2 separate regions of the Triticum aestivum genome follow, and region 2 is linked to region 1. The links are chromatin contacts, called in public Hi-C maps. All regions are on one chromosome and are shown on one strand. The core of a region is the stretch at or near the end of the contact, and the rest is flanking DNA. Distances in the headings are between cores, read along the strand shown. Region 1 holds the start of LOC123160536 (B-cell receptor-associated protein 31). Region 2 holds the start of LOC123159458 (mitogen-activated protein kinase kinase kinase 18-like).

Region 1 (3,271 bases), core at 414-2,913:
TCCATCCTACCAGTTTCATCTAGTTTATTTGGCTACACCACAGCGCCTTTATATGATATACCCAAGTTACATGTGTTTAGACCCAACCCCCCGCATATTCCAAGTCTAACTGTAGCCCCGAACACATAATCGACACTAATTTCAACACTCCACCTTGGCAAATATGCCCTCCGTCATCATTAAGTCATTGTCCTCGCTCGAACATCTGTGTATGATTAGACTTGGGTCTGATTAATAACATCGCCTCGATGGCTCCTCCTCAGCTTCACCTTCAATGATGTTTGCGCATACCTTGTACAGACCGTTCTTGGTCCTCTTGCCCCATCATCACAAGCTTCTTGTTCTTATTGATCTTCATGGTCTTCTTGTCCCTCTCCACCTTGCTGACATGCCCATCACCATGAAGCTCGCCAAGCGAATTTGGATTTACCCGAACCTTTTGCACATGCCTAACATCCTTGAGCACGTGTCTTGAATCTTTTCATTCGGGGGATTGATGATCCTCGACACCTTTTACATAAGGGACTAAGACATGAGTATTCACTTAACGTATTAGTACACATAATTGTGTGTCATCAATACCAAAACAACACCATGGACCTGGATCCACTTCCAAAACAGATTTAGCTTGGAAATGTAATCAATTCTATACGTGGCATATACGAATATAAGAACTACCAATCTATAACAACAATGCCATACTAAAACCAATCTACAACTGATGTTTTGGTCAATGTCAAAAGGTTTGAAGGGATAGGAGCTGGCAACTCTACCCTATCAGCCCCGACCTCTATAGAAGGTTTTGAATGAGCTTTTTGCCATGAACAAAAGGAGATGTTCTGTTCAATGTCCAACCGGAACGAATATACAACTGATGTTTTGGTCAAAAGGTCACAACGTTTGAAAGAGTTGGCTACTCTACCCTATCAGTCCGTAGCCATTATCGTTGCCCAACCCAAGGAGGCTTCGACGTCACTTCATGTTGTTAGCTTCTTTTGAATGTTATACATATTGACCTTACACAAACAGTGTTGAGAAGACTTGGCTACTCTACCCTACCAGCCTATAGCCATTATCGTTGCCCAACACAAGGATGCTTCGACGTCACTTCATATTGTTAGTTTCTTTGGAATGTTATATGGACATTGTTTCGTTTGTCTGGTTGGGCAAACTTTTTGACTTTTGGTCGTGTACATGTCAATGCAAAGGCTAGGAGAGACTCTTTTGTGCTCGGTTGCAACCATCTTAATCCTGCAAGAAAATAAGATATTCCGTAATCATAGAAAAATGTAGAATGAACCACGCAAACTAATAGCACCATGGAAATTACAGGAGTAAAACCGAGATGTGGATGAGATGAAGGAAAGGAAACGAAATTCTGCGGGATCGAGAAACAATTAATACTTGTGGGTGCCAAATAAAATCTCACTACAATTTTAGTTTTTGTGGGATGCCAAAAATGTGAAAGCACACATGGATGGACCATGGGCAGGATGATGTCACAGACTAATAATGGCAAAAGATGGAGCAAACGGTCCAAGCAGCCGCGTAGGTGCCAAAACCCTTCCAACACGGCGTCCGTGACCATCCCGAAGGACACTCCTCTTCCCTTTTTCTTTTCTAGCGAGAAACCTTTGCGCGTCCGGTGTTCCAAATTCCAAAACCCACCCCCGAGGCGAGGAAAGGCACCGCACCCTCCTCGCGATACAAATTACAAAGCGCAGAGAAAGCGAGGAGCGCCCCCCGTATCCCACCACCCCGACCCGAACCCCTGGGCTGAGCGCCGCAACCGCCCGCCCGGCCGCGATGATCCAGCTCCTCTTCACCGTGCTGGCCGCGGAGGCGGGCATGGCGGTCGTCCTGCTCTTCAAGACGCCGCTGAGGAAGCTGGCGATGCTCGCGCTCGACCGCCTCAAGCGCGGCCGGGCCCCCGTCATGGTGCGCACCGTCGCCGCCACCGTCCTCGTCGTCCTCGCCTCCAGCCTCCACAGCATGGCCAAGATCCACGGCCACGCCGGCGCCGGCGAGCTCGACGCCCCCGGCGCGCTCAGCCCCACCGACCAGGTCCTCCTCGCCCGCCACCTCCTCGAGGCATCCCTCATGGGTACGTGTGCCTGCCTACGGGACCCGACCGCCCGTCCCCTCTTCTTATCTGTTCGGTCGATCGTCTACACGTCCTTGGTTTGTTGAATTTAGATGAGAGCATGACTTGATTTCGCTCTAGCGCATCACGGCGTTCTGTTGATTTTAGTCTGACGGATGAGTTGTTCAATCATGCTATGGAGAGATTAATAAGTAATTTATTAGCTGCATTTGGCTAACATTTTGGAGTAATCTACAATTTAATGATATAGTATGGAGTAAAAGATTTTCCCCATTGTACCTTACTTTATGCTCAGTATCTGTAGTTTAATGTTATAGAGTAAAAGATTTCCCCATTGTATCTTACTTAATGGCCGAACCTGTAATATATTTTTCTGATTACTGTTCAATTGAGTTATAGATATAGTGTCTGCAGTAAAATTGTTTATCGCATAATTAGAAGTAGGGATGTAGGGTGTCTTTTACCGAGATGGGGTAACCTTTTGGGGTTCGCCATTTGCCCCCCTTTCAAGTTAACTGTCTTATTTCCATGCTATAATTTATGTCATATTTACAAAATTATTTTGTTCCACTTCTCAAACTATTTCGCTCTGACTTGTTAAGATGTACTGGGAACTTTGTATTGGCCTAAGTATTCAAGAAAGTTAGGCAAATTATCAGCTGTGATGATATTTCTTATCATACCCTTGTTTAATAAGCCATTGATTGTTCAGTTTAGGAATTAGATCATACATAGAACAAAGCTTATGCTGCTCAGGCTGTTTATGCTATATGCATACAATTTGCTGTTTGTGCTATATGCATACTATTTTATGGGTATATTTAGGATCGCTCTCATACAACCTGTGATTTTTATGTAGTGTTCAGTTTGGCCTGAAATCTTTTGTGATTACCCTGATAGCAAATGCAAACACAAATCACGGCATTTATGCATGTCTATTATACCTGTTACCTGATGCATTGACATTTCTGCTATTTTGGTTTTTTGGGTGCTCTGCCTTTTCCATATATTAAATCCTTGGAAAAAATTCACATGATTTGATTTATGTTCATCAACTATTCTTGTTGTTCCAAGTGACTTAATCTTTGGCCAGAGGTGATGAATGCTCTTGAAAGTTGTTCTGTTCTGGTACACCCATTTCATTATTTGGATGATGGGGTCCCTAGA
Region 2 (3,382 bases), core at 124-2,623, 360 kb after region 1:
CGTCTTGAAGCGTTGTCGGTTGCAAACTGAGCGATCCTAATCAACAAGCTGTGATTTGTGCAAGATCCTGAAGCCATCAACTTATAAATAGTCATTGTCACGAGCTTTACACATTGTTAGGCATACTAATTAACAACAATCTTAAACAACGGTCACTGTCACGAGCTTTGCAAATTGTTAGGATTAACCACTTTCTGAGGATCGAAACGGATGGCATAGTTTATTCCACGATAACCCGTACCAGGTCAAATATCCGGCTCTAATTCATTTTGTGCTTGGAAATGGGACTATATGAACAACTAAGTTGGAACGTCAGCATCATATTTTGTTGCGGAGGGTTGGTAAAGAAAAAATATTGCCGCAAAATCAAAATTAAGGGCAAGGAGATAACCAAACAGTGCGTCCGAAGAATTAAGTAAGCATTCATTTTATAATCATGAGCAATCCCCTTGGAGTGGAAAGCCAAAAAAAAGAAAGGTTACTTGTAGAAAGGAAAAGGGGGAGCCTTGCCACGCAATTCTTCCATCCCGTCCCGTGCCGCAACGCAACGGAGGGAGGCGGAGAAAGAGATCTGTTTCAACAGGACGTGCCTTTGCCACCACACTCACTCACCGGGTAGGTTGCTCAAGTTGAATTGGAAAAGGGTCGGCCAATCCGGAGGAAAACCTTGCGAGCAAGCCACAAGGTACAGTTGCAGGAGTGTCACAGTTGTTTTGGTTAGTGTTCTTGCGGTTGTGCATCAAATCAAATGAAATCAAGCGCGCATGTACAGAGAAAAACGCATGCCTTCTGAGGAGGAAAACAGTTAAGAATCCTTGGCTACGTCACTGAATGTTGTGGTACGAACTAAAGGCAGTGCTATTGCGTGAGCCGTCAGGGTGGAGACGACCGGCATCTGGTTCGAGACTGTTGGCAAGTGGTTGGCCCTGGCACTAGCAGCACAGTTTAGGGTGGACAGGTCAGCTCAGAGGGGGTGCTATTGCGATTGCTGATTGAGGCCTTATGCTATACTGGTATAGTATTTTACTGCCTGTCTCTGGTTGTGAAGCTGATGAAGGAAAGGGCATCTCGGGTTGCAAAACAGAGCAATGTTCCATTGCCCGATTTGCTTGGAAGAAGGGAATGCAGATTAATATGAGAATCCCATCAAAAGCAGCGGCGTTTACGGACCAAGAGATCCGAAATTGCAAATTAAAGATTACAATTCGAGCAAGAAACTTTCCCGACAGATCGCTGCAAACAAACAAACAAAAAACGCAGGCAAGGAAAGGAAGGAGTGAGGCCTTCCAGTGCAATATTCCATTCCCCACGAGGCCATGGGCTGCTTGCTTGCTGTGCTGAGCTAGGCAAAAGCGCTCCCGACGACAAGTGTCCCCTTCCTCCCTCCCATGATTAAGCAGCACCAGCAAAACCCTGAGGTCCAGCGCAGCATATACCCCCCCATTGTACTACCGCCAGCGCCAGCCTCCTACCGCCAAGATAAATGGAGAAAGAAAAAAAAAACATAGAATAGGAAGGCACGCCAAAACCCCACCAATGTGTTGCCCGCGTCGGGCCAGTCCCGTCCGGCCAAATGGCGAATCTCCTCTCCTCGCGACGGCCGCCTCCAGGTCGGACGCTGGCTTTGCTTTGGACAGCCCACAATTACCCACCTCGCTCGTCCAAAGCATCCAACCTCCTGCTCCTCCTCCTCCTCCTCCTCCTCCTCCTTGTAGTTGCAGACTTGCAGTGGCCCGCCCAGCTAGCCAGGACCAGGACTACTCCAGTATATAAACATCCCACCACAACCCATCACACCAAAGCGCAAGGTGTGGTGGTGCTACTGCTCGCCCGCATCCCAAATTCCAATTGCGTCCACTCGGAGTCGGAAACAACAACCGGACAGACCACACGCCACCGCCAAGCCATTCTTGCGGCGCTGCAAGAATGGGCGTCGGGGAGTGGACGCGCGGGCCGGCGATCGGCAGGGGCTCCTCTGCCACGGTGTCGATCGCCGTCGACCGCCGGACGGGCGGCGTGATCGCGGTCAAGTCCGTGGGCGCCGACCGGGCCGCCGAGCTCCGGCGCGAGCAGGGCATCCTCCGCGGCCTCACCTCGCCGTACGTCGTGCGCTGCCTGGAGGCCGAGGTCTCCGCGTCCGTGGACGGCGGCCTTGACATGCTCATGGAGTACGCGCCCGGCGGGTCGTTGGCCGACGAGATCAGGCGGTGCGGTGGCCGGTGCGCCGAGGCCCTCGTCCGGTCGCGCGCGCGGGACATCCTGCTCGGGCTGGCCCACGTGCACGCCGCCGGCGTCGCGCACTGCGACGTCAAGGGCCGCAACGTGCTCATCGGCTCCGACGGCCGCGCCCTGATCGCCGACTTCGGCTGCGCGCGCCGGACGGGCATTGCCGGCGAGGAGCGGCAGCGGCCGACGGGCGGCACGCCGATGTTCATGGCGCCCGAGGCCGCGCGGGGCGAGGAGCAGGGCCCGGCCGCGGACATATGGGCGGTCGGATGCACCGTCATCGAGATGGCCACCGGCGCCGCCCCCTGGCAGCGGTTCGCTAGCCCCGTCGCGACGCTGCACCACGTGGCGTTCTCGGGCGAGGCGCCGGAGTTCCCCGCGTGCCTGTCGGACCAGGGCAAGGACTTCCTGGCGAGGTGTCTGCAGCAGGACCCCAGGGAGCGGTGGACGGCAGAGCAGCTGCTGGAGCACGAATTCGTGGCCGCCGGCGGCACCGCCTCGTCGTCCAATTCCGTGCCAGGAGTCAGCGAGAAGGCCACGTTCGTTTCCCCGAAGAGCGTCCTCGACCAGGCCCTGTGGGACGACGACGACACGACGGCGGACACCACCGATCCTACGGACAGGGTGCGCGCGCTGGCCGCGGGCGCTCCGGCCGTGCCTGACTGGACCTGGGACGCGAGCTGGATCACGGTCCATGCCGGCCCCAGCGGCGGCGCCGATGAAGAGCCCGCAATGCCGTCAGAGCCGGAGGCGAGCACGGACACCGACAGCGACGATTCACCCGTGGGCGACGGCGGCTCCGCCGGGCGTGCGGCCGCGGCGGAGGTGGGGGCATCGAGCAGCCACCAGGCCTCGCATGCCAATAGCGATCGTTACGATGGCACGGGCAGCTGTAATGTCGAGCGCAGTGATGATGGTAATCACGTGGTTAGCGACGATTGTAGTACCGTTCCAATCACAAGCAATGGATTCTTTTCCGATACTACGTCCTGTTTTGCTTGTCCCAGTCGCAGCCAAGCTGGCCGGACCGGCCCGTTTACAGTACTACTGTACCACATTTCTTCCCCCCGCTGTTGTTCTTCCTGTCATTTGTTTCTCGCCTCGCCATTATTAGCAGGAGTGAGTGGTACTCGAAGTCCAACTTAACACAGCTAGC

Evidence for each region. Hi-C and Micro-C count contacts between places; a contact is called where the count stands out from the background.
Region 2: a contact with region 1 is called in a Hi-C map of leaf, with 4 times the contacts expected there. The contact joins the promoter of LOC123159458 here to the promoter of LOC123160536 in region 1. A contact is called at or near these places in 3 of 5 Hi-C or Micro-C datasets (all in leaf).

What each region holds. Positions count from the first base shown.
Region 1 is chr7B:462,571,838-462,575,108 of IWGSC CS RefSeq v2.1, forward strand. It overlaps LOC123160536 (B-cell receptor-associated protein 31), which reads left to right and starts at 1,664. Exons shown (of 3, transcript XM_044578344.1): 1 at 1,664-2,104. The coding sequence starts at 1,807.
Region 2 is chr7B:462,929,771-462,933,152 of IWGSC CS RefSeq v2.1, forward strand. It overlaps LOC123159458 (mitogen-activated protein kinase kinase kinase 18-like), which reads left to right and starts at 1,374. Exons shown (of 1, transcript XM_044577298.1): 1 at 1,374-3,382. The coding sequence starts at 1,927. The coding sequence ends at 3,372.